Regions from separate parts of the Mus musculus genome. Here regions 1, 2, 3, 4, 6 and 7 are each linked to region 5. A link is a contact called in public Hi-C, HiCAR-type and HiChIP or PLAC-seq data. All regions are on one chromosome and are shown on one strand. Each heading gives the region's core, a stretch centred on a gene start, on an enhancer-like site or on the middle of the called end of the contact. The rest is flanking DNA. Distances are from core to core; before and after follow the strand shown. Region 1 overlaps Gm35330 (a long non-coding RNA gene). Region 2 has its middle 58 kb from the start of Gm35330. Region 3 has its middle 42 kb from the start of Gm40661. Region 4 has its middle 24 kb from the start of Gm40661. Region 5 has its middle 46 kb from the start of Gm40658. Region 6 has its middle 3.7 kb from the start of Gm40661. Region 7 has its middle 33 kb from the start of Gm35413.

Evidence for each region. Hi-C and Micro-C count contacts between places; a contact is called where the count stands out from the background. HiCAR-type assays count read pairs that join an accessible place to other places. HiChIP or PLAC-seq counts read pairs in DNA pulled down with a chosen protein or histone mark.
Region 1: an Esrrb HiChIP or PLAC-seq map of embryonic stem cells shows a contact between it and region 5, with 18 times the contacts expected there. The contact joins two enhancer-like sites. A contact is called at or near these places in 4 of 484 Hi-C or Micro-C datasets (embryonic stem cells and uterus) and 6 of 115 datasets of contacts at active chromatin or transcription factors (embryonic stem cells and epiblast stem cells).
Region 2: a FOXA1 HiChIP or PLAC-seq map of pancreatic cancer cells shows a contact between it and region 5. The contact joins two enhancer-like sites. A contact is called at or near these places in 3 of 484 Hi-C or Micro-C datasets (the AML12 cell line and Th1 cells) and 4 of 115 datasets of contacts at active chromatin or transcription factors (the NIH/3T3 cell line, embryonic stem cells, pancreatic cancer cells and 1 more).
Region 3: a contact with region 5 is called in a Hi-C map of bone marrow-derived macrophages, with 5 times the contacts expected there. The contact joins two enhancer-like sites. A contact is called at or near these places in 4 of 484 Hi-C or Micro-C datasets (bone marrow-derived macrophages, cortical neurons and spermatogonial stem cells) and 1 of 9 other capture datasets (embryonic stem cells).
Region 4: a contact with region 5 is called in a Hi-C map of uterus, with 2.6 times the contacts expected there. The contact joins two enhancer-like sites. A contact is called at or near these places in 1 of 39 promoter capture datasets (3T3-L1-derived adipocytes), 3 of 484 Hi-C or Micro-C datasets (bone marrow-derived macrophages, embryonic stem cells and uterus), 2 of 115 datasets of contacts at active chromatin or transcription factors (both in embryonic stem cells) and 1 of 9 other capture datasets (embryonic stem cells).
Region 6: a HiCAR-type map of embryonic stem cells shows a contact between it and region 5, with 6 times the contacts expected there. The contact joins two enhancer-like sites. A contact is called at or near these places in 2 of 484 Hi-C or Micro-C datasets (pancreatic cancer cells and reprogramming fibroblasts), 11 of 115 datasets of contacts at active chromatin or transcription factors (embryonic stem cells, epiblast stem cells, heart atrium and 2 more) and 1 of 9 other capture datasets (embryonic stem cells).
Region 7: a contact with region 5 is called in a Hi-C map of bone marrow-derived macrophages, with 9 times the contacts expected there. The contact joins two enhancer-like sites. A contact is called at or near these places in 7 of 484 Hi-C or Micro-C datasets (the C2C12 cell line, adipose-derived mesenchymal stem cells, bone marrow-derived macrophages and 3 more), 7 of 115 datasets of contacts at active chromatin or transcription factors (CD8 T cells, bone marrow-derived dendritic cells, cardiomyocytes and 4 more) and 2 of 9 other capture datasets (bone marrow-derived macrophages and embryonic stem cells).

What each region holds. Positions count from the first base shown.
Region 1 is chr13:5,687,856-5,691,713 of GRCm38.p6, forward strand. Gm35330 (a long non-coding RNA gene) reads right to left here. Exons shown (of 4, transcript XR_001780855.2): 4 at 2,966-2,992. Among named protein-coding and RNA genes, the nearest start is that of Gm35330, 35 kb to the right of the region's middle. Within about 2 kb of position 2,441, at least 8 of the 459 cell types and tissues checked have an H3K27ac peak or open chromatin away from gene starts, as enhancers often do. A contact at or near this core is called in embryonic stem cells, where this site is marked.
Region 2 is chr13:5,665,284-5,668,794 of GRCm38.p6, forward strand. No RefSeq gene overlaps it. Among named protein-coding and RNA genes, the nearest start is that of Gm35330, 58 kb to the right of the region's middle. Within about 2 kb of position 1,493, at least 40 of the 459 cell types and tissues checked have an H3K27ac peak or open chromatin away from gene starts, as enhancers often do. A contact at or near this core is called in the NIH/3T3 cell line and pancreatic cancer cells, where this site is marked.
Region 3 is chr13:5,510,207-5,513,527 of GRCm38.p6, forward strand. No RefSeq gene overlaps it. Among named protein-coding and RNA genes, the nearest start is that of Gm40661, 42 kb to the right of the region's middle. Within about 2 kb of position 1,790, at least 44 of the 459 cell types and tissues checked have an H3K27ac peak or open chromatin away from gene starts, as enhancers often do. A contact at or near this core is called in bone marrow-derived macrophages, where this site is marked.
Region 4 is chr13:5,575,306-5,578,661 of GRCm38.p6, forward strand. No RefSeq gene overlaps it. Among named protein-coding and RNA genes, the nearest start is that of Gm40661, 24 kb to the left of the region's middle. Within about 2 kb of position 1,611, at least 14 of the 459 cell types and tissues checked have an H3K27ac peak or open chromatin away from gene starts, as enhancers often do. A contact at or near this core is called in uterus, where this site is marked.
Region 5 is chr13:4,769,613-4,773,435 of GRCm38.p6, forward strand. No RefSeq gene overlaps it. Among named protein-coding and RNA genes, the nearest start is that of Gm40658, 46 kb to the left of the region's middle. Within about 2 kb of position 2,014, at least 305 of the 459 cell types and tissues checked have an H3K27ac peak or open chromatin away from gene starts, as enhancers often do. A contact at or near this core is called in CD8 T cells, the NIH/3T3 cell line, bone marrow-derived dendritic cells and 5 more, where this site is marked.
Region 6 is chr13:5,547,996-5,551,355 of GRCm38.p6, forward strand. No RefSeq gene overlaps it. Among named protein-coding and RNA genes, the nearest start is that of Gm40661, 3.7 kb to the right of the region's middle. Within about 2 kb of position 1,401, at least 39 of the 459 cell types and tissues checked have an H3K27ac peak or open chromatin away from gene starts, as enhancers often do. A contact at or near this core is called in embryonic stem cells and pancreatic cancer cells, where this site is marked.
Region 7 is chr13:5,768,010-5,771,866 of GRCm38.p6, forward strand. No RefSeq gene overlaps it. Among named protein-coding and RNA genes, the nearest start is that of Gm35413, 33 kb to the right of the region's middle. Within about 2 kb of position 1,847, at least 85 of the 459 cell types and tissues checked have an H3K27ac peak or open chromatin away from gene starts, as enhancers often do. A contact at or near this core is called in CD8 T cells, bone marrow-derived dendritic cells, bone marrow-derived macrophages and 2 more, where this site is marked.

The DNA.
Region 1 (3,858 bases), core at 1,191-3,690, 920 kb after region 5:
CTGATTTGACCTAAAGTCCATTCCCCAAGAAGGAACTCACCTGACACTGTTTGGGTAAACAAGAACCAGAGATTAGACAACTCAGCAACCTAGGGTAAAACCTAACCCTAACAATCTTTGAAAAAAATCAATGAAATAATTCCAAATTATATTCTGCTATATTCAATAGATCAGTGCCTCATCCAGTTATCATAAGAGAAGCTTCCCCCAGCAGCAGATGGGAACAGATGAAGAGAGATGATGCAGTCAAACTATGCAGAGAGAGTCTAAATTGGAGATCTCCATTTAATAACGCCCTCAGAACTCAGGGAATCCCAACGAAGAGGAGGCAGAAAGATTGTAAGAACCACTGGGAATGGAGGACACCCGGAAAACAAGGCTCACTGAATCAACTAAGCAAGACACATATGAACACACAGAACCTGAAGCAGCCAGCACAGGGCCTACAGGGATCTGCACCAGGTTGTCTGAGTATATGTTATAGCTGTCACTTAGTATTTTTATGGGATAACTGAGTGTGAGAACAAGTGAGTCTATGACTCTTTTGCCTGCTACTGGCATTCTTTCCCTCTTGTTGGATTCCTATGTCCCACTGTGATAGGATAGTTTTCCTTCATCTTACTATACTTTATTTTGTCATGTCTGGATGTTATCTCTTAGAATTCCGTTCCTTTTTAAATAGAGACAGAAGGGGTGTGGTTCTGGAGGATAAAGGAAGTATGGAGAAACTGGGAAAAGAGAGAAGGAAAACTATAATTAGGATATTTTATGAGACAAAGAAGCTGTTTACAGTAAAAGAAAAATGTGTGTGTGAGATGTGTTGTATATGGTATATGAGGTTGTTACTGTGGAAGTGTATACATATGAGTACACATGTGATCATGGAGGTACACATATATGCTCCTGCAGGTGGAGTCAAGAAGCTAACTTATAGTATTATCTTCAATCAATCTCAACCTTATTTTCTAAGGCAGAGTCTCTCTCTGAGGCTAAACTTTATCAACCTAGCTAGAATACCTTCACGGAGCTCCCTCTTTCTCCCACCACAGTGTAGGGGTTACAGGAGTGTGCAACCATGCCTGGCTGTATACATGGGGTGCTACCGATCAAAACTCAGATCCTTTGTCCACCAAGGAGCTTTTACTTCAACTGAGTTATGTTCCCAAACACTCTTTAGAATCTTTTCTTATTTTTCAGAGTTTCATAGATGTATGCAATAAAATATGATCATATGACTTCCTATCTCATTCTCCAAATCCATATCTCCCACAACACACACATTTCTATCCCAAATTCATGTCTTCTGGGTTTTTGTTGTTGTTGTTTCTGTTGTTTCAATTTTTTATTAGATATTTTCTTTATTTACATTTCAAATGCTATCCCAAAAGTCCCCTATACCCTCCCCCCCTGTCTTGCTCCCCTAACCACCCACTCCCACTTCTTGACCCTAGAGTTCCCCTAAAGGGGCCTCTCTTTCCAGTGATGGCCAACTAGGCCATCCTCTGCTACATATGCAGCTAGAGACACGAGCTCTGGGAGATACTGATTAGTTCATATTGTTGTTCCACCTATCAGGTTGCAGACCCCTTCAGCTCCTTGGGTACTTTCTCTAGCTCCTCCATTGGGGGCCCTGTGTTCCATCTTATAGATGACTGTGAGCATCCACTTTTTGCCTCACATGAGAAAGCTATATCAGGATCCTTTCAGCAAAATCTTGCTGGCATATGCAATAGTGTCTACGTTTAGTGGCTAATTATGGGATGGACCCCTGAGTAGGGCAGTCTCTGGATGGTCCATCCTTTCGTCTTAGTTCCAAACTTTGTCTCTATAACTCCTTCCATGGGTATTTTGTTCCCTATTCTAGGGAGGAATGAAGCATCCACGTGTTGGTCTTCCTTCTTCTTGATTTTCTTGTATTTAGCAAATTGTATCCTGGGTATTCTAGGTTTCTTGGCTAATATCCACTTATCAGTGAGTGCACATCAAGTGACTTCTTTTGTGATTGGCTTACCTCACTCAGGATGATATCTTCCAGACACATCCATTTGCCTAAGAATTTCATAAAGTCATTGTTTTTAATAGCTGAGTAGTACTCCATTGTGTAAATGTACCACATTTTCTGTATCCATTCCTGTTGGAAACGGGCCCGTGGCTCACATGGACCAGGTTTCACCTGGAAGGCAAGCTGGGGCTGAAAAGAGAGGGGAACTAGGCAGTAGAGAGAAAAATGGAGCTAAGTCAAGAGTCCTGATCAAAGCTCAAATGTTTAATGGCAAATGTGCTTGTAAAGGGCGGGGGGGGGGGGGGGATGAGGGGGGAGACCCATTCCCACCAATTCATTCTTGGAGCCTGGAACCAGCTGCAGGTAACTACATGCAGGATCGGGTGTAGTCTCCATAATAGCTCAGCAGCCTCTCAGCAGGAGGAATAGCAGCAGTAGCTGAACAATAGAGTAATCTAGGGAGGAAGGCTCAGCCCTAGGTAATCTCCTTAGTGGCAGCAAGGTCAAGGTCTGGCTCAGCCTGCTTCAGGCTGGGGGGTTACAATTTCCTCCCTGTTATTAATGTTTTTTTAAAAAGCTGGACTGAGGCATAAAATTTATTTATGCTCTATAGTCCTGCCTTGAGAGCTATGGTGGCTGGCGGCCGTGCCTGACTTAGGAAATCTTAGATCTTCTCGAACCATCCAATTCCGTCTTGGAGGCTCCGTGCAGCTTGTTTGTGTTATATTTCATACAAAACATGGCTCTGTGTTGTGTTATCAACAGCCACGGCCTTTTCACACGTACCTCTGTCTTAGATTGGTATGGTTCCGAGATCTGCGTGCCTGTCTTTGACTGAGAGGTCCTCATTGGCACATCTTATTCCCAATTCAGACCAAAGCCACAATATGTACTTAGAGTGCTTCTTCATGAAGATTAATAACTGCCACCTGCGCTGTTGGAGGCGAGGCTGCACACCTGCTGCAGTCAGGCTGAAGGGTGTTGACTGGCCTGCTTGAAAAACAAAGTGGAGACAGTGAAAAGCAACTGTACAAAAGCTTCTTTGGGGAAGTCCAGGTACTACATTCAATTGCAAATTAGCAACAATCATGTTTAGACTTAGAGCTCCAGGTGTGGGGGAGGTGGCTTTGAGAATTGCAGAAAGGCTGCAGCTTCTCTGGGAGTGGAGGCTGTGCTCCAAATTAACTTTGCTAGGTAATTAAGATTTTAGCTATCTTCCCTAAGATTCTCTAATACTGGAATTAATACTAGACCAGTCCAAGATTGAGTAGAATAACTGATCACAATGAGGGAAGGAGAAGAATCACTATAACTCTTTCTTGTGACTAGTCTTTCTAAGTCACATTACACGGTCTCTAATATTCTATGTCCCATAAGGTTTAAAAGCTTGAAGCAAGGCAGTTAGCTTGGCCAAACTGGGAAAATGGCATGCAAAGGTGGGTCAAAAACATATACCCAATTCAGCTTTCTTGTCACTACAGTCAGGGCACTCAGAGAACTCACCTGTCTGCTTGTCCCAGGAATTAGCCGTCATGCTTCTGCAGCATTCTGTGAAGAGAACCTAAGCTTTTCCCTTTCCCAATAAGGTAGCTGTTCAGGACACAAGCCATATGCCAATAAGTAGATCCTTTTCATCTCACCTAGTCATGATTATGTCTGGTTTTAAGATACTATGAGGCATTTATTAAGTTCTTTGACATCCAAATTTCAAAATTCTTAAAATAAAAGTATGATTTAAATAATGTGCATGGGGATATAATTTCCCCCTTTCTTTGTTTTTTAAGAAGAAGAGTTTTTAAAGTTCCACAATACCCTGTCTTTGAGAATTATTACATTGTTGACAAAACATCTCAAAT
Region 2 (3,511 bases), core at 243-2,742, 900 kb after region 5:
CAGATGGCTAAGGGCACTCGAAAGAAAGAACACAATCAACAAAAACCAGGGAAAATGAGACCTTCAGAACATAGCGAACCTACTACAGCAAGCCTTGGATATCCCAACACAACCAAAACAGAAGAAAATGACCCTAAATTCAATCTTATAGAGATGATAGACACTTTTAAAGGTGAAATGAATAAATCCCTTAAAGAAATACAGAAAAATACAACCAAATAGTTAAAGGCCTTTAAAGAGAAAACAAATAAACTCCTTAAAGAAATACAGGAAACCACAATTGAGCAGATGAAGGAAATAAATAAATAAAACTGTTCAAGAACTCGAAATGGAAATAGAATCAATAAACACAAACTGAGGGTATCCTAGGAACAGAAAACCTGGAGTACAGAAGATAAGGATAATCTTAAGTCCTTTCATATTCAGAAGTAGGTGGTACTCAGAGAATCAGTAAGAGACGTTTTTCAAAGTTGGCTCACTTTTTAGAAGGGCTTGTTACATGAGAAATAAACTTAGCTTATTAGCAAAACATTAATCAAGGTCTAATAATAATCTCCATCCCAATTGTGTTGAATACCTAGTTATTAGTTTGTTGTGCCTCCTAGTATCAATGTGAAATGAAAATATAGAAGAGACACAGTGAACTATTTTCAGATTTTAAAAAGCCTGTTTATGACATTTATTACTAAATAAAAAGATAAAATTTAATTAATTTTACGATGAAACGGAAGAGCCACCCTCTGACTCCTTTAATTGCTGCTACTGTCACTGTCAAAAGAAAAAGAGCTAACTAGGATCATGTAGAATAACTCGGTCTTGAGATGCTTTTATGTCTTATTTAACATAAAATTATTTCCTCACCTTTTTAGTTGCCCCACTGGCATCAGGAGTAATTTAACTGTATATTATTAACTGGTATGATTATGAAGAAATATGTGCAAACAAATAGTTCTAAACAGACCCTTAAAATATTGACCATAGCTCTAGAACTTAAGAATGTGATGATAAACACTATTAATGTGGTTGAAAATACCTAACTAGGTCTTCAGTAAGGTGGTGCAGAGTTATTTCGGCAATGCTGTTTAACTTCTGAGAATTGCAGCTACTGGTAATTTCTTACTAGAACAGGATTTCCTTGGTTTTCAGAAAACTACACACATCAAATACACATCAGCAACCCCAGGCTGCAATCAGTTTGATGAGCAGAGGACAATTATAAGGCTGCTTTATTAGTTTTTTTTTTTCCCCTCGCAGAATTTTTCTAATTTCTTTTTCCTTTTTCTCTAAAAAGCAAGGGGATCTTGAAGGTCAGCCTGAGGAAAACAAACATTAATTCTCTTCACAGGTTGGACTTTTCTTTGATTCTATTTCTCTTTTCTCATGTGTTGTTGTTCTTCTTGAAAATGGTCTTAGTGAACCTTTGGGATACCTCACTTATTATCAGTGAAAAAAATTCTTCTAGTGTTTCTTTGGAATTTCCCCTTCTGATCTACAATGAGTCACTGAAATGGAACTCAGGCTCTCAGTCCTGTGGACTCAGAGGACCTCAGACAGGTTGGAGTAGCAAGTTGCTGCCTAATTCATGATTTACATTAGCTCTCCAGAGGAAGTGGTTCTGTTTACCACAAATTGTACATTTTCTTAGTATAATCTGAACTCCACGAAGACTAAGCTTTGGTACTATGTTAAATTAAAAGCAAGTCTGTGGCAAAAAGTCCTATTTGAAAGAGCAATTTTATCATTTTAGAAGAGTAGTCAACCTTAACTTTTCCACTTTAAAGGCAAACCTCTCTCCCTAAATGTCAAAGTGTGCTCTTGTCAACAAACCTATGCAACAAACCTAGATGGGAAAAGGCTAGTCACAAAGCAAGAAAAAATTTTGAATTAATATTTAAAAAATAAAAAAGCAGTAATGGACTCGCTGTATTACAACTATAAAAAAGTTATGATACAGGTGTTAGCATAGAGATCATTTCCATTTTCTTTGAAGAATTGCCTTGACCTGGCTGAAATTATCTTGCTTAAATAATTTTTTTAGAATCCAGAGGCATGGACATAGAGTCTAGAGTTTTATCATGTTACTTGTCCAGGCTTATTTTCTCCATGAAATTCTAAGTTCTTAATTTATGTTAATTTTATTATATTTCCAGACAGCAAATTATATTTGAGAGGTTAGGGTACTTTTATATAGCCATGACCTGCAGTGTATATGTATGATGGTCAATCAAATCCAAAACAAAACAAGCACTTATTAAAATGACCCCTGATCTAAAATCCCAAATCAAAGAAAACACAGTTTTACTTCACATTTGTGCCTAGTCTGTGGAAAGTTCCCGGGGCGAATACTAAGATGTTCTCAAGGGCTGATGACTAAGCTTGATGGTCAAGTATTTATCTGCCATGTTTAAAGCTCTGAGATGGATTTCCTGCAGTAGACAAAAGAGAAAAAGGCTTTACTCACAGCTACTTCCCCAAGAGAAGGGAGGAGAGCAATGCCCGGGAAAGGAATATAGAAAATTGAATGGTAGAGGAAGGCACAGCTCCTAGGGTAGCTGGAGGACAAAGGACAATCAAGAATAGTTGTCACAAGTATTAGGCCCTTCCCAAGAGTATGGCAGACAGTGCAGAATTCACAACTCAATACACCTACTTATGTTTCAATTGGTCACCTCCAAAAATTTTCATGATTAAAATACTGACTATCAGCCAGGCAGTGGTGGTACATGCCTTTAATCCCAGCACTTGGGGGGTGGGGGTTAGAGGCAGGCAGATTTCTGAGTTCAAGGCCAGCCTGGTCTGTAGAGTGAGTTCCAGGACAGCCAGGGCTACACAGAGAAACCCTGTCTTGAAAAATCAAACAAACAAACAAAAATTGACTACCTAATTTTGCTGTTACATGAGTGGAAAGTGCTAAAACCAAGAGCCATGTTTTTGGGGGTTTTGTTGTTGTTGTTTTGTTTTGTGTTTTTGTTTTTTAAAAAAGACTTAAAATATTTTATGTCACAGCCATGGTCTAATACTGTTTATTTACAAAATCTCTTTATGTAATCTCCAACTTATCATTTATATTCTTCTTCAAGCCTCAGACAGTCTTTGTGGGATGAGGAATCCAGAAAGACAGTAACAAAATCCTTAAGCTTAAAAGTTATTTCAAACCAAGTCAGTGGTAAGAAACTCTATGCATAAAAATGTCACATTTATTTGATCATTAGAGAAAGTGCTAAAAATATTATCCTTGCCCTAACAAAATAATGAGAAGACATAAAATTCACTTGAACCTTTTAACCCTACCTAAGATCTGACACACATTGTCAAGCCAAGGGCAACCTAATGGTGTTTTTTTGGGAGCTTATAAAACTGTCAGTGATCATGCAAAGTTTGTAGCTAATTTCTTAGTTCCATATTAAAGACCAAGCTGCCATCCCTTAGTGGAAAAGCAAGGACATACGAAACAAGGAAAGAGATTGCTGGGTCAGGCAACAAAAGATACATGAGCTACAGAGTGACTAAA
Region 3 (3,321 bases), core at 540-3,039, 740 kb after region 5:
CAGTTTTATAAACTGTGATCTAGACATCCATCATTCACCTTCTCTTCTCTACACAAATCTTCATCATCTTTTTGGTCCCTATTCACATCCCTAGCCAGTGTACTGTGCTACAATGAGGAAATTGGAGGAAGCTCACAAGAACTTCCACACATCATTGCCTCTCCTCCACTGTCTCAAGCTGTGCACTATTGGTTCTTCTCTGTCTTTGTTAATCAGTTCCCTCTGTAGCTAGGTTAGATCAGTTCGTCTGTTAATTTGGAGTCCTCACTTCATCTCAAATGTCCAAATGTTCCAGGAAGTTTGCATTTTCTCTTATCTCATTATACTTTATCTCTTTTACTACTAAAAATTAAACATACTCTTTATACCACTGTGATCAAGTATGGACCTACTTTACACACCAGCTATCACCTTAGCCTTCATTTTTGCAATCGCTTGTAGCCTATACCTTTGTCTTGTTCCTCTGTGTATTCTCTCTTCAGTCTTCTCCTATGACATTTTCCTATCATCAAATTTTTCCACCCAACGTCGAAGAAGAAGGAGGAGGAGGAGGAGGAGGGGGGGCGAGGGGGAAAGGGGAAGGGGAAGAAAGAAGAAGAAGAAGAAAGAAGAAGAAAGAAGAAAGAAGAAAGAAGAAAGAAGAAGAAAGAAGAAGAAAGAAGAAGAAAGAAGAAGAAGAAGAGGAAGAAGAAGAAGAAGAAGAAGAAGAAGAAGAAGAAGAAGAAGAAGAAGAAGAAGAAGAAGAAGAAGAAGAAGAAGAAGAAAATGCACGTTTCTAGTATACCAAGGATCACCCAGAACTCTGTCTTTATTTAAGAGTTGCTTCTTTCATTGTAAAGCATTGTTCTGAACTCCACAAGTCCCCCTATGTGGTGGATTCTACCCTGAGCTTACTGATGCTGTCTCCCTAGACATTGTTTGTTCTTGCTTTGCTTGAAACCTGGTAATTCAAACTATGGCCTTCTCCATCTGATATTTCCAATCTTCACTCAGTTTCCTCCTATTCTTTGGAAATGAAAGGATCCTACAAGAGCTGGTATCATAGTGTGCTTTGTGAACCTTACCAGCACATTCTTTCCCAGGCCAGGAGGTGAAGGAATGAATTAGAAAATGTGATAAGTATTTGTACAAAAGAAATCATGTTAAGACTGAAAAAGAGTCTAGAACTTAAAGCAATGATAATAGTTTTCTTTTCTTGTTCTCTTTTTCTGTTTTCTTTCACTTACAAAGTAACCTATATTCTTAAAGATTATACAAGATTATCTTGTGTCATAATGAAATTGGAACAAAGAAATCTCAACATGACTGTGTGTGTGTGTGTGTGTTATCCCCAATTAAATGCAAGTCATTTCACCTTGCTAAATACAGTCCTTTTTTTTTTTCTAACCTCTTTTTTAAAGGTACCCATAGAGCTTAGCCTTGATATTATTCCATTTCTGAAAGTGAAATCTTTCAGACTGACCTTGGTTGCTTGCTTTTCAGTTTGTTTCATTCTTAGAATTAGTTTGGATGCCTCTACCTCTGAAAGTAAAAACACACCCTGAGATCTCTTCTCTTCTCTTCTCTTCCTTCCTTCCTTCCTTCCTTCCTTCCTTCCTTCCTTCCTCTCATTTCTTTTTCCTTTCTTTTTTATTCTCCCCTCCTTCTCCTCCTCCCCCTTGTCCTCCTTTCCCTCCTCCCCCTCCTTCTACTTTTTCTTCTTCTTCTTTTTGAGGAACAAAGACATGTAGCAATGAGATCTGAAATCTGCTGGTGGGTGCAAAATATACACCAGGAGAGGAAGTTATGGTTTAGGTTGCTTTAATGGAAAGGAAATGACTCAAATCCACATGGCTATGTAATAGACTTACTAAATACAGCTTTTCTTTAGTGTAAAACCTAATGTTTATATAGTAATAGGAAACTTTATTTTACCAAATTGTAATTTTCTTACTGTTCTCTCCTATCTTTCAGTCAATTACTACATCTTTCATTGAGTACATGTTATGTCATTTTTAGCACATAAAATCTGAGCTGATTTCACAGAAGAAGTTGACTTGAGAAATGTGGCCCAATCAAAAGGATCTGGCTTTCATTTGAATTGTTAGCCAAAACACTAGTTCGCTTGGGAAAATGTATTCTTTGTCCTTTACGGAAAAGGATATGCATATTTACAAAGATGTTATGTACAGTTATTGTCATAGGTGAAATTCATATAATTATGTCCATCTCCCAGGTGTTACTGTTTCCTAGGAAATATCAGATATACAGAAACAGCATAAGCAAATACTGAAAATCTTACCTAAGTTCACTTATCAGAAGCCATGAAATAAAAGAATCCATCCACCTGTTTATTTAAAAACTACTTAAAATTTGTATTGATTTGCATTAAATATCTCTTAAATACTTTTGATATTTATTATAAGATTTATAGTAGGTCAGATTAAGGAAATAACATATGTATCAAAAGATGGCCTAGTCAGCCATCACTGGAAAGAGATGCCCATTGGATAGGCAAACTTTATATGCCCCAGTACAGGGGAACGCCAGGGCCAAAAAATGGGAATGGGTGGGTAGGGGAGTTGGGGGGGGAGGGTGTGGGGGACTTTTGGGATAGCATTGGAAATGTAATTGAGGAAAACACGTAATAAAAAAAAGGAAATAACAGACCACTTTTGCATTTAGCAATTTTGCTTCTCTGTAAAGTTACAATGACAATTAGTGTAAACCCCAGCAAGATGTTATAGAACAAGCTTGAATACAGAAGTGAAGTGTGTGGATTTTAGAGATATTTACATAACTAAATGGTTTACAATGCTTAATCATATGAAATTTCTACTCAAGGCCCTTAAAATTGTAAGAACAAAAAGATGACTTAAAACACTGGCATTAATGAAGAATTCAGGCTTTCTAGAAATTTTACTCAGTTTACATAAAAAAGAAAATGTTCAATTTTCCTTCTGATTGACCCTCATGTAACTGACCAGGCTTTCAGAAAAGTTACTGAAACTGGAAACTAGTGAGACAAGGGTTTGGAGAGAGTGTTTTTCATGCCCACCTGATGAAATTGAGTCTTTAAAACTGACACTTGTCATGACTTTGCAAGACACACTCAAGTCATGAAGGACCTAAGGCTGCAGTGCAGATAATCTGATCCCCTAGAAAATTTTTATTTTCTTCATATTGCAACTATTCATAGGGCACCTTCAAAATGAATATTTGTAACATAGGGAGAGAATACTATTAAAATAATATTAGCAAAATGAAAGAAAAAGGAACAATCTTATAACTACATAAAGTGTATGACTGAGATAATATTTCATTTCGATATTGTGTTTTTCT
Region 4 (3,356 bases), core at 361-2,860, 810 kb after region 5:
CGATGCTGTGAATCTAAACTCAGGCCTCATGCATGTGCATCAGGTCATTTCCCCAGCTTTTGAAACACATTCAGAAGGTTGAATACAAATATCCCTTTTCTTGCTTGTCATTTCTTTACCAAACTACAGTTATTCTGTTCTTTGTAAGCAAGATATGGGGGAAATCAGAAGGTTTGCTACTGGGCGGCTGCTCAGGAATAGCCTCTAGTTCAGGCAAACCAGTACAATAAATAAATACTAGGCATAGCAAGTGAGATGTGGGCTTCCTTTCTGGGCATAGTCCATGTCTAGCTGACTTGATTCTGTATATTTCTTGTTGATCTAAGCTACTTTTCTAAGATGGTCTTATTCTGAGGCTATGGAACTCATAGCTACCAGCAGAGTCTCCAGAGGAGATATGAAAACTGTCAGGAGGGGGGAAGAAAAGAAAAGAAAACCTGAATCAGTTGGCTCAGAGTGTTTTGAGGGCCTCTGATTTGAAGATATTAAGGTTTCTAGGGTCTGTTCACTGAGGATTCATGTTAAACTGTGAGACAAATTCTGAGACAAGTTAGAGAAAGTAACTACTCTGTTGGGGAGAGGGCTTAATGCCTGTGAAGCACTTGTCTCCCAGGCATGAAGAACTGAGCTTGATGTAGTGTGTCCCTATAACCCTGGTATGGGGCAGGCTGTGGCATGAAGATAAGCAAATCCAAGGAACAGCTGGCTAGCCAGTCTAGTTCAAACACCAAGCTTCACAATCTTTGGTGGGGATGGTGGTGGTGGTGATGATGATGATGATGATGATGATGAGGAGGAGGAGGAGGAGGATATAACAATGTAAGAAGCAACTGAAGAAGATGCTATAATCTGGCCCCAGAAGCACCCTCATGGGTGGGCATATACCAAGTTTGTATACATGCCATGCAAATGTATACATACACATACACTAAGAAGATAAATCAATATAATATAGTATAATAAATATGATAATATAATAAAAATCACTAATGCAGCCTTTAAAAGGATTTTACTGAGGGAAAATAGGAGCATGAATTCAATTCCACTTTGTTCTTTCATAGTACATTTTGCTATATTAGAGTGAAAATGACATCAACTGTTTTGCTCTATGTGAAAATTTCGGTTTCCCTGCTTTGTTTTACAGCATCTTTATTCCTACAGATATGATTTCCTCTGATACCTTGCTGGTATTTTCAGAGCTCAAACATTACACGTAGGTTCTGGTGCCAGATAGTATAGAAAGTTTTGCAAAAGTATGAAAGGGAAAGAGCGATGGGTTTATTTTAAGGTCATAAAATTTTTATTAGTTTTTTTTCTCCCTCCTCTGCACTGGTTGCTCTTGCTTTAAAAGTCTTCTGGCATTTAACTGGCAATAAAAGAGGCAAAACAAACCGTTCCTTCCTTTAGATTGTGCAATTTTACAGCTATGTTTTAGAGTGACCAAATATGCCTCTTTAACAACATGCATGTTCAACTACCTTCTTTTTATAAAGCAGTAGGATCATTATTTGGCTAGCACGGGGTAAGTAACTGAGTGGGTTGTGTATGTGCCTCAAGTTTTTCAAAGCTACTTAGCCCCAGTCTGAAATGAAGTGACGCTGGTAATGTTGATTCTTCAGCCATGCAAAGGCAGGCAGCTAAGTCCGATGACTGAACTCCTTTTGAATCCGACCCACCTAGACAGCACAAGTAAACTCAGGGTCTGTTAGCCCACAGCTACCGTATTGACAGCCGGAACTCTCAAGACCTAGGCTGTATGGTTTTCTTTTTTTCATTTAATGTATGTGTAGAACATTTACATTCTTATTTTGAAGTTGATGACATGAGTAAATGCTTCCACATTCAATCCATTCCGCAGTGTTTGATCACATGGGCAATGCCACTGGAAAGAAATGGTAAGTTTGATATTACTACAGTGATGTTACTCTCCTGGTTAAAGTCTTTCATATGTGCCTTCACACAGAGTTACACACAACACACAAATTATCAACCGGAGAATTCAGGTCCACCATGTTACCCAGGAAGAAAAGAAAGACTGAATTTTAAAAGAACTGTCACATGTAAAGATAACATTTGAAGAATGTGGAGGCAAAGAGATTTTTCCAGTATGTTTTGCCTCCAAGGAAAGTAAAGCAATAAACTCCATTATTAAATAACTTCCTGGTCTTCACATCCTTTCATTGCTTTCATTTATTTATTTATTTGATTGTTTTATTTCTAGAAATGGTCTGAAGTGGAAAGGTTATTGTCCTGTATTTGGGATGACTGAAACAGCTTCTACCTTCTCTTCCTCATCCTTACTAACCCTTCTCCAAGAATTTCTGTCTCTTTTGCATAGCTACATATCATAATTAGACTCAAATCTCTCTCTCTCTCTCTCTCTCTCTCTCTCTCTCTCTCTCTCTCTCTCTCTCTCTCTCTCTCTCTGTGTGTGTGTGTGTGTGTGTGTGTGTGTGTGTGTGTGTATGTAAGTTTCTGTTCTCAGGATCTCAGAAACATAGTCACTTTAGTTTGAGACAGGTCTCTCACAGGCTTGGGACTTTGGAAGCAGGCTGGCCTGGCTGACCAGCAAACTCCAGAGATCTTATGCCTCTATCTCTGCAGTGCTGGGACTACAAGTTCATGTGAGCTAGTCAGGCTTTTTCACACGGGTTCTGGAGCTCAAACCCTGGTCTTCATGACTAAATAAAATTCTTTTTGTGGATTGAACTATCAATCTATGTATCCTTTCTATATTCTGTAATTTTATCTTCTCTTTATTAATCAGGAATGTTATAATAGCAACATTGTTATTTAGTTTATTTGGGAAATTCCAGAGTACTGGTGTCTCGTGAGTAATATACATTCTACTATGTTTTCCTTAATGCTGTGGTGAGTGTTTCTCGTGGGGTCATTTTGCCAATTCCAACCATAAGCAGCATAAGCAGCAACCCACTATCTTGTAGCTGGGAAGTAGAACCAGAACCGTTCTATTAAAATGTCTCCTAATACTTTGTTCAATCATTTATCCACTTGTATTTGTTTCTTTTCTATCCTTATAATAGTTTTATTTACATCTTAATTAGAAAAACTAAATGACTGGAACAGTGGTATTACACAATTTTAATCCCAGCACTGAGGAGCCAGAGGCAGGTAGGTTTCTATCAGGTTGAAGCCAGCCTGGTCTACAAAGCAAGTTTCAGAATAGCCAGTAGTCAGAACTATACAGACAAACCCTGTCTCAAAAAATAAAACAAAACAAAAGGAAAGTTAAATATTTCTATTATATATTGTCTCTTTTTATCTTTAGTAATTATTTCTGAGTTACAGCTCTTTTTGGCCTGATGATATTACAATATACAATTTAATATATAATA
Region 5 (3,823 bases), core at 764-3,263:
CATCCTGAGTGAAGTAACCCAATCACAAAGGAACTCACACAATATGTACTCACTGATAAGTGGATATTAGCCCAGAAACTTAGGATACCCAAGATATAAGATACAACTTGCCAAACAAATGAAATTCAAGAAGAACGAAGACCAAAGTGTGGACACTTTACCCTTTCTTAGAAATGGGAACAAAACACCCATGGAAGGAGTTACAGAGACAAAATTTGGAGCTGTGACGAAAGGATGGACCATCTAGTGATTGCCATATGCAGGGATCCATCCCATAATCAGCTTCCAAACGCTGACACCATTGCATACACTAGCAAGATTTTGCTGAAAGGACCCAGATATAGCTCTCTCTTGTGAGACTATGCCGGGGTCTAGCAAACACAGAAGTGGATGATCACAGTCAGCTATTGGATGGGTCCCACGGCCCCCAATGGAGGAGCTAGAGAAATTACCCAAGGAGCTAAAGGGAACTGCAACCCTATAGGTGGAACAACAATATGAACTAACCAGTACCCGGGAGCTCTTGTCTTTAGCTGCATATGTATCAAAAGATGGCCTAGTCGGCCACCACTGCAAATAGAGGCCCATTGGACTTGCAAACTTTATATGCCCCAGTACAGGGGAACGCCAGGGCCAAAAAGGGGGAGTGGGTGGGTAGGGGATTGGGGGGGTGGGTATGGGGGACCTTTGGGATAGCATTGAAAATGTAAACGAGGAAAATACCTAATTATAAAAAAAAGAAACAGAGCTTTAGCACTTAAGGCTAAACACTGACATTTCTAGACACAGGACATCACTTACGCAAGAGAGAACAACATTCGTTTCTTATGTTCTTAACAAAACCCACCAGTTACACATTACACACTCATCCATTAGAAAGATGATGATTTAGCAGGGTTCTAGATGCTCACTCATGTGTGTGGTGGTGAAGATGTTTCTGCAAAAGTCACTTCACTTTACCCACAGTGCCAGTTGTTACATTTCAGCAATTTTTATGTACTTTCCACAAGACTTTGTATTTCCCTTTCAGCAATCCTTCTACTTTGAGATACCTTTTCTTCTGGGTTTTTGTATGGACATCTTAAGAACACATAACACAAGTATCTTTATTTAAGAATGTGAGATCAGTCTGTGTTCAGCACAGTATTATTGTGGGCTTTTATTCATAAATTGCTCTTAAAGCATATAGAAAGAGAACAGAACAAAAAAGTATGGTAAGAATTTTTTGAGAATATTTTTCCTAAGATTGTGTGTGTGTATATGTGTGTGTGTCTGTGCATGTGTATACACATACACACACACACACACACACACACACACACACACACACACATATATATATATATATATATATATATATATATATATATATTTGTGCTTGATATATATGTATTACTCATTAAATGTATTCATTAAAGTTGATGTAATGCTCCTTCACGGTTATTGTTTTTAAAGCTGTCCTCTTTTGAATAGCTTGAAGGTCCTTCAGGAATTGCAAGCTCTGTTGTGAAACAGAATGTTCATATCGTCCTGTTACTCTTTGGCTCTGCTAGTTCGCTGATTAAAATAGGCTCACGCGCAGGACGCTAATCTCTGTTTATAGAAAATAGCAAACAGATGGAGAAGCAATGATGAGTAAAAATAGACCCTTTCCTCCAGCAGATCTTTTAACACATAGATGTCAAGAAAGCCAAGAAGTCAGTGAAACCTAGTCTGGTGTTCCCTACACTACCCTGAAGTGACAAATCGCATAATGACAGGGATCCGTTTGCTCCTGAGGCAACAGCTAAGCGGGACTTCCAGTACTTTCTATTATAGGTGGCTTTTTCATTGCAACCTCCATTTACTTGGCAGGGCCTCTGGAATCTCTGACTGGAACTCTGAATGAACACTCCTCTTGTTTGAATCCTGCTGATCCCCCAACTGTAACTGGATCAGCTGACATCACCAGTGTGCTGAGCCCTGTGAAATGTCTCTGTAATTGGACTCCACTCTTGAGTCAGAGCTTGGTAAACCCTGGAGAGGCGCTGTGGTCCGCGTGCTCAGCATGACTCATGCCTCTAGTGCCTGGAGACTGTTGCTATGTGAGACTTCCTGTTAAGTGTTTACTTCTTACAGTGGGTTTGTCCTGTCCCAAGAGCTATTTGGATTTGGTATGCGGGGTGGGGTGGGGTGGAGTGGGGTGGAGTGGAGTGGGGGCAGGGGCAACTAGGGCAAAGGATTTGCCTTTTTCTTCTGAAAACAAGGATCCTGGGAGAGTCAGCTCTGAGTTAACTTCCTTAAATGGTCTGGCAGCTCATGTTTACAGGAAGAGGAAAATCTGGGAAATGCTGATAGAAGTCATAAATGCAAGGAGGGAAAAATAGCATAGTTGAGGTCATATGCAGGTGCCTGAGGGTTATTTTTTTTTAATGCCTATTTGTGTCATTCTTATGCCAAACATGCTTTAAATTATTCAAAATGGTTTTATTTAGACTGCTTTTAAAATTAAATAAACATTTTAAAGTTTTCAGTCAAAACTCTTCTGTGACAAATTAAGGAACATTGAAGAAAAGGCATAGAGACAACCTACCAGGTAGCACTTTACAATTGTGAAATCATTTTCTTTTCTGAATGATAGGTAGCTATAAGACACGGTGGCGGTTGAATAAACATTTAATCAAAACCAATATACGTTTATGTGAACATGTGTTTCTACACGTGGTTTTATAGATAGAAGTGGAGACTGGATAGAAGGCCAGTATATTACAAGGAAATGGGATTTGATTCTTCAACAGTGCTCAGATCATTCAGGCGTATGAATATACTGGATTGTGATGCAACCTTGGTAATAGGGAGTTCAAGCCAACTCTATTCTCAGAGTCATATGAATTCAGCTTAGTTCACATTGCCAAGGCACACTGGCAACTGCAGCTGACACAAGAGATAATCCATGTGTCAGCCAAGAACAGATAAAGAAGAGTATGAGATTCTTGGAGCTAACTCAGGCTGGGAACAGGAGAGGTGTTCATTGCTGTTCTGTAAACAGCAAAGACAGGAGCAGAATAAGGAGAATGTCATGTTGAACCTGTGAGTCACAAGACCAGAACTAAAACAAAGCCCTCGGGGGCCATATACACCCCAAGAAGCCAAAGGGGTGCTTTGGAGAAAGTCTAACTTCATTGTGCTTATAGAGTAGAGTGGTTAATGGAGCCAGCATTATGAACCTGCATATACAGCTCTTTCTTGTTCCTTCTCAAGAACAGTAGCTTTTCAGAAAGTTGAAGGAAAAAAAATAGCAAGTATTGGAAGAAGGTGTTACAGTAACTAGTACTGTATGTTTACTTTGCCTAGAAAGGATCTCATGCCATCCAGGCTGGCCTATTGAGGTTGGTCTTCACCTTTTAATCCTCTATGTGCTATTTCTCTTTTGTGAGGATTAGAGACATGATACCACCTTGCACCATTTAACGTATGTTGGGCATTGAACCCAATTGTAGAAATAATATTTCAGTATTCACAGAGCCAGAGAGGGCAATCCTCAGATTATGGGTTTTAAATGCAACCACTTGTATCATCATTAATACATACATCATAGAGTGGCTTTCTGTATGCATTTATATCTGAAAGACAACTTCAGTTAATTAAAAGGAACTTTGCCCTTCCTTTGTCTTTGACTGTTTTGGTCACATACTATCATTTCATCAGGAATAAAATAGCCTAATTCTTGTTTTGAATGAGAAAACGTACCTTGGTGGCTTTAATATGACTTTTGCTTATTAAATCATTTATTTTCTTATGTCATTAATTTGTAAGATTCAGCTCTTAGACTATGTTCAGCAAG
Region 6 (3,360 bases), core at 151-2,650, 780 kb after region 5:
ATAGAATTGAAAGTGCAAACACCTTACATCTTAAAGGCAAGGCTGTTTTCCAGGAATAGCTCAGCAATTAAAGACGCCAGAAGCCAATGCTGATGATCTCAGTTCAACCCTCAGGACCCAACATGCAAGGATATGATTGACTTTTAAAAACCGTCCCTTGATCCCTACGCGTGTGTTCTCTCTCTCTCTCTCTCTCTCTCTCTCTCTCTCTCTCTCTCTCTCTCTCACACACACACACACACACACACACACACCAATAAAATTTAAGTTTATATTTATCATTGTTCTGCATAAGAAGATATTAAGCACACATTATTTTTCTCTGATATAAGGGAGATGATGGATCAGGTAAAACTTAGGAAGATGACGATGACACCACTTATGACTGATTTCATTTCACTGAATTCTATGCCCCTAAGCTATCAATTTATAACTCGGAATTTACATGTCAGTAAAATGGGGATAATATTATGTATCTTAGTACTTTATAATATAAATTATATACAATGTAATAATAGACTGCTCTGGTCTGGCTAGTATTCTTGTGTAGTTCTAGGTTGAAGATTTAATTCTTAGTATATCAGAGCATGACTTAATGTGGACCCAGAGAGCTAATGAAGATTTTTAAAAAGGCATTAGAGTGGGACCCTAAGCCAATACACCTAGTGCCTTTATTAAAAGGATGTTAGGAAAAAGTTGTACATAGAGGGATGATCAGGTAAGAATAGAAGGAAAAGATTGCAATGGGCATATCCAAAAAGGGTCCTTGCTCATAGATAATGTGGTACTTCCAGCATCTAGAACTGTAAGAAGTTTATGTTGTCAAAATAACCCAATCTGAGCTTTGGGTTCTTTTTAGACCCCATTGGAGTATTAGTATATAACTATATGCAAACTAGGTACTCTGCAGTCTACAAAGGCTGCTTACCAATTATCAGCAGTTCCTCCTGTGTAGCAAAGGACAATGGGCAAAGCAGCAATGAGAGACTTTATCACTCAGCTAATTACTAACATTCTTTACTTCCTGCTTGTTCTAGTGCCTCAAACAGTCTCATTTAAGTTCCTTGTTTCCATGGATGTTTTCTTATTATTACCTCCAGGTATTTTTCTTCAATGTTCATTCTTTTAATTAGGAGGAAGAACATACAAATATGAAATGAAGTGCGAATTACAAATTATGCAAAATTCTGACCCAGTGGATTAAGAAATCAACAATATCATCAAAGCATAAACAAGCATGGGAGTAATTAAAATGAAACTTGACTGTCACAGAAACCAGTTTATAGACCTTGGTAAATGATTTTACAGGAAGAGACTTTCGCTCACGCAGACACACATTAAGCACTTATGATCGGCTTGTAAACTTTCCAGTTCTATGAGTCAGGGCTTAGGACCTCAAGGTAAAACGAAACACCTCCCAGGAACTAACCAGGCCAAATACTGCATAACTTTCAGGCCAGATGTGTTCAGGGTGCTATAACCATTGACTTCTGAGCTCTGTTTATAATATTCTAGTTGAGACAAGCACTACACTATGATTGTTGAAATTCAAAGACCAAGTGCTGCTTCTGTGTATGACTCCAAGTACGAACCTGATTGTGGTAATGAAGAAATGAGAGAAGACAGGTGTTTGAACAGAAAGCTGGGATCCTATAGAGCAGGCTCTCTGAGAAACCCCCATACCCCACAAGCACAGCATGTGTAAAGTAGAACAGTAAGACAACCAGTTGACTGCATACAACTGATCAAGGTGATAGATTTATTTCTGTACAGAAAAGTAATGAGGCAGAGTTGATGGTGTCCAGCTGACATGAGGAGAGAGGTTTACCTAAGCTCAGTAGTAGCGATCTCTGTAGAGGAGCGGTCTTCAGGCTGAAAATATTCGCAGGACTAAAGCTATGGTGGACATTTTCCGCACAGTATTAGCATACACACATGGACCACAAGGTGCAGAGTCCAGCATGGCCCTGGTGGGGACAAAGTGACATGGTGACATCGTTCCTGCCCCAGGACAGCGCCCCGGTATAAGCCTCCTGGAATCTAGATGGGCACTGTGGGCATAAGGCTTGTTTGTGTAATAATTTACATATTTCACATTCCTCCAAGAAATGTCCTCTGTGTTAATTTTAATGACTCCTTGATGATCAGCCAACAGGAGACCAGGAGGTGAAGGTGTGGCTAAAGTCTCAGCAAAATGGTGAAGTCTGGGACCTTCAAGACAACCCTTAAGGCTATGGGAAAGAGCTCTAGATACCGGAGTTTGAAAATATATAATTTCTCAACTATGCAAAATATAAGAATGCAATATGAATTATGAGGGGCTTCATGAATCTAAAGGAACAAAGGCAGCTGCACTAGGAGCCAGCTTGTCAGAAAGATACAAAGGCAGGCAGATTGAATTCAAGGTCAGCCTGGGACACATAAAGGTGAGGCCCAGGTGTGGTAGAAATGGTAATTTCAGGGAAGAGACCCACCCAACTACTTAATCCTTTGTGTTTAACAAAGGAAGACTGATCTTTGAATTCTTTTGCAGCCTTTGGAAAAAAAAAATGTTTGCTTGCTTTCACTTCTGAATCCAGATGCTGATTCATAGAATAATCTAAAGTAAACCTGGAGTAAATGACTGGGTTGATAATGTAAAATAAAAGACAAGACCTGTGTTCTGCAGGAGGTGAGCTATTCAGAGAACTTTTTAGGAAAAAAAACAGAAAACTGCTTGGAGAACTGACAAAGAGACAGGTGCGCACGCGCACACACACACACACACACACACACACACACACACACACAAGGAAGCAGGACATGGACAGAGAGATCTCTTAGAATAGCAAGCAAGCAGAATATAGACAGAGAAATCTCCAGAGAGAAAGCAGAACGTAGAAAGCAGACTGGAAAAGTTGTATCAAACAGAAGACCAGTGGTCAGCTTGGAACCACCAATTGACTTTGAGACTTTGAGTCCTTCTTTTCGCTGCTCCCAGATACCCTGTACTTACTGGATGGTTTTGTTTGCCAATTTGACACAAGCTGGAGTTATCACAGAGAAAAGAGCCTCCCTTGAGTAAATGCCTCCTTGAGATTCAGCTGTAAGGCATTTTCTCAATTAGTGATCAAGGTGGGAAAGCCCATTATGGGTGGGGCCATCCCTGGGCAGGTAGTCCTGGTTTCTATAAAAAAGCAGGCTGAACAAGCCAGGGGAAGCAAGCAGCACCCCTCTGTGGCCTCTGTATCAGCTCCTGCCTCCAAATTCCTGCCCTGTGAGTCCCAGACCTGACCTCCTTTGGTGATGAACAGCAGTGTGAAAGTGTAAGCTGAATAAACCCTTTCCTCCCCAAATTGCCTCTTGGTCATGATGTTTTGT
Region 7 (3,857 bases), core at 597-3,096, 1.0 Mb after region 5:
AGGCATGACTATGATGGGAAATGACCTCTGATACCATCTTTCCTTCTATGAAAATGACATTTTCTTCCCCCACCCCCAACAACTTGCTAAAAACACTTCTCAAGTCATCAATGCATCAAACTGAAACTAATACCTGTCACTGTGCCCAGAATCCACCATAACAAAGAGTATTTGGACAAAAGGTTGGTATAAAGATACATATGCTGACAGTCATGGCATCTAAGATCGGCTGAGCCACTCTGACTCCAGACTCTACCCAAAACATTAATGTGCAGCTGAGTTCCGCTATTCTTACAGAAATGTATTAATGATGCTTCTGATAACAAAAGGGACCCAAATAACACTATAAAATGAAATAAAATTCCACTGACAAAAAGGTTATGTTTGATTATGAAAAGACAATACTAGTTTACTCACAGGCTGACAATTTTAATTTTTCCTTCCTTTTTTTTAAATCTTTTATTGATTTATTATTATTTTTTAGAGGTGATGCTAGGGACCAAAGCCCAATTCGAGAATCTTTCACACAAGAGGCAAACACTCTGATGCTGAAATACATCCCAAGGGAGCACCCTGTTTATACTGAGATCTTAGAAATAACACCCAATAAAATGATGAAAGCTGAGCTTGTCAGTCTGTGTAGTACTTGTACATGGGGCTGGCTTATGTAGAGGACAAAAAAGAGCAATGTTATCAGCATTAATATGATATAGATTTTGGGGGGAGAATTTTCCTTCTATTGTAATTATATTCATGCAGGTTTGAAACCATTCAAACAGACTCAGTCTGAACCACTGAAAATACAATGATTTTCTTTCTTTACACATCTTTCAGCCATATGGGCTATGGCTACAGAAGTGAGAAGAAAATGTAGAGGCTTGCAGCAGACAGCAAAACAGTATCTGAGCTGGCAAATAGATATTTATAACTATAAGCACAATGCAAAGACACAAGCATGAGTGCAGAGATGATGTCTTCACCACACTTTCCTACACACCCTCCAGAAATTCTCCAACTACTGTTTTACTGAGCTTATGGATATGATAGGCCGCCCCAAATAATATCTTCGTGCTATTGGACTTAAGTCAGGCTGACTATGCGGCACGTTATATCCCCAGGATATCTGGATCTTTGCCTTATTGTGAAAATGAACCAACTAACTGTCATCTCAGAGGCCACTATATACACGAGGCACAATGATAAACACAGGGTCTTCCTGCCCACCCAGGGTCAGTCACAACCTTGCCCACAGGAAGCTTTCCCCTCTGCCTGCATTACAAGCCTTCTTCCCTAATTCCTTGATATTCAACTTTGGTTTGAAGAACAAGACCTTTACTGCCTGAGTCCACAGCCATTTGCAGAGTACCATGTGCAGATTGCATAGTTGATGGATATAGGAATTGTGCCACCCAAAGTCAGAATGGAAGTATTATGCAGGCGCTTTGGAGGATGTGGGAGGTTAGTTCCTGCCTGGGAAGCCTTAATCTTGGACGGGTCATCAGCCCTAACCGGACACTGGGATCTGGGACTCAACTTTACCAGGAAATTCTGCCGAGAGAGAAGAATATCTGGGGCTTCCTTGTAACTCCCCCTCCAGCTTCAGAGTAACTTGAAAAGTGGAAAACAAAAGACAGAAATGAGAGGCAGGCAGCATGTACTATACAGCAAAGGCCTTTGGAGGTGTGATAAGGATCAGGTAATAATGGCCTCTCACTGAGTAATCCAAAGTATTTCACAGTTTTTCTGGTTCAGCCAGTTAGTTGTGAGGAAGAAAACACCCCCTCAGTAAATGAGGCCCTTTGGAATGAGGGCTGGGGTTTATGATAAGCATAGTGGGGAAGTGCCCTCCACACCCAGGAGGGTCATTGTGTCAGCCAGTATGCATGAGTCATTTTCCACCCAAATGATGTGTCTCAAAAAGAGAAACTCTCAGCATTTACTCTGATTTTTAACCTATTGCTAGCATCTGTCATTCAAAGTGAGCTGAGGTCTTTTACAGTCTTAATCACAGAACTCCATACCTTACTGTTCAAATCTGTCCTGGTTCATCTGAGGCACGCATGGAGTTCCCTGTGACGTCAGTAATAAGTGACCTATTTATCACTACCCCTGAGGTTGCTAATCTGAAAATAGAGATTTTAAGACATAGAGCATCAGAAAAGTCATTCCTTTCTTGTATTCATAATTAGTAATATGGAGGGAACAAAAACAGAACAAGATGGAAAGCTAGACGGAAGCATCCTCTGAGATGCCTGGGTTGCTGTAACTAACTCACTGGGAAAGTTAAAACTGCCTCCCTGAACATCAGATCAATGTTTCTATAATCAGAAATGTTCTCCGTGCTCCCACACACCTTCAGTTAAAGACTTCTTCAGTGAGTTACTACAGGATAACAGGTCCAGACTCTGAGTTAACAAAACATTACCTCATCCACAAACAACTCCATTAACTGTTCAGACCCTAAGGTCAAAAACCCTTTTTCTAAGTTTCTGGAAGTTTCTCTACTTTCAAAGCAATTACAAACGTGACCTTTCTGTCTCCCTAAGAGCAGACAGCTCGAGGCAACTCCATCCAAATCAATACAGGGAGAGAATCTCAGGACTTCTTTAGAATGTGTGCACAAAAGAGGTACCATGTAATTTTAGAAAAACACCAGTTCTGTCTTACATGGAGATAAATATGAAGAGAAAGCACTCAGCAAGTGTGCTGGGATGTGGGGTAAGGTGGGGAGAAAAATCCTAGCAGTTAAGAGAAAATGGAAGCATGGAAATAAGACAGTTTGGAGCATTGGGAATTGTTGGATGGATTCAGCATGACTCCAGTCAGTTTAGAGGCAAAGAGACAAATGTCACTACCATTTAGTTTGGGTATCATCTTTTCCTTCTCTTCATAACTAAAGCCTCGCCCAGATAATAATGACAGATAAGGATGCCCTGTCCAACATGGAGATCATAAAATCAGGAGCTGATGTCATTGGGATGAAAACAACAAAGAGAAAAAGAGGAAGAGGAATCCAGCTGTTGAATGCATGCTTACCTCAAGGCGCCTGGACACCAGCTGTCTGAATGTCCTTATATAGAAAAGGTGGCCTGCTTCAGCTTCTCCTGTCCCTCCAAGGGAAACTGTATTGCTGGGTAGCATCAAACAAAAGAAGAGAGCAGGATGACTAGAGTCTAGACTGTTTCAAACACCTTGTCATGTTTCTCTTCTGAGTAGATCCCAGACACGTAAGGATGTAGAGTAATTTGGAGTAAAAGTTTCTTTGAACTATGTCTAATTACAGAAAGGCATCCAATCTGACGACAGTGATCAGTCTGTCTGGTCTAGCTCAACGTTCTTCTAAAGATGAGCTCCTCAGTACCTCCTGCAAAGCTCTGTCCTTTCTTTTAAAAGTTCCACAACCCCAAACAAACAAAAAAAGACAAGAAGCAGCACAGGAGCCTAAGTCACTTCAATGTGAGAAGGAAAATACATCTTAAAGAGCTAAATTACCTAAAGAATTCAGAAAATTTGCATTTAAACATTATTTCAACGGAGATAATCCAAGGAGGCTGTATTAACTACAAAGGGAAGGAGCTACGTGTAAGAAATCTTCCTTATAAAAGACACACTATTTACATTTGATCTCTGTATAAAATTATCAGCATCATTTTGTATGTGGTTGAGTGTACACATCTTGTCTTCTTTTGTTTTTTTGAACTAGGATCTCACTATGTAGCCTTAGCTGATGTGGAACTCAGAGAGAATCTCCTGTCTCTGCCTCACTAGAGCTGGGATTAAAGGCATGCACCACCAGGCCTGCCTCTCTCTGTTTGTTTGTCATGTGCCATGGACCTCTTTAAAGGAAGGACTAAGAT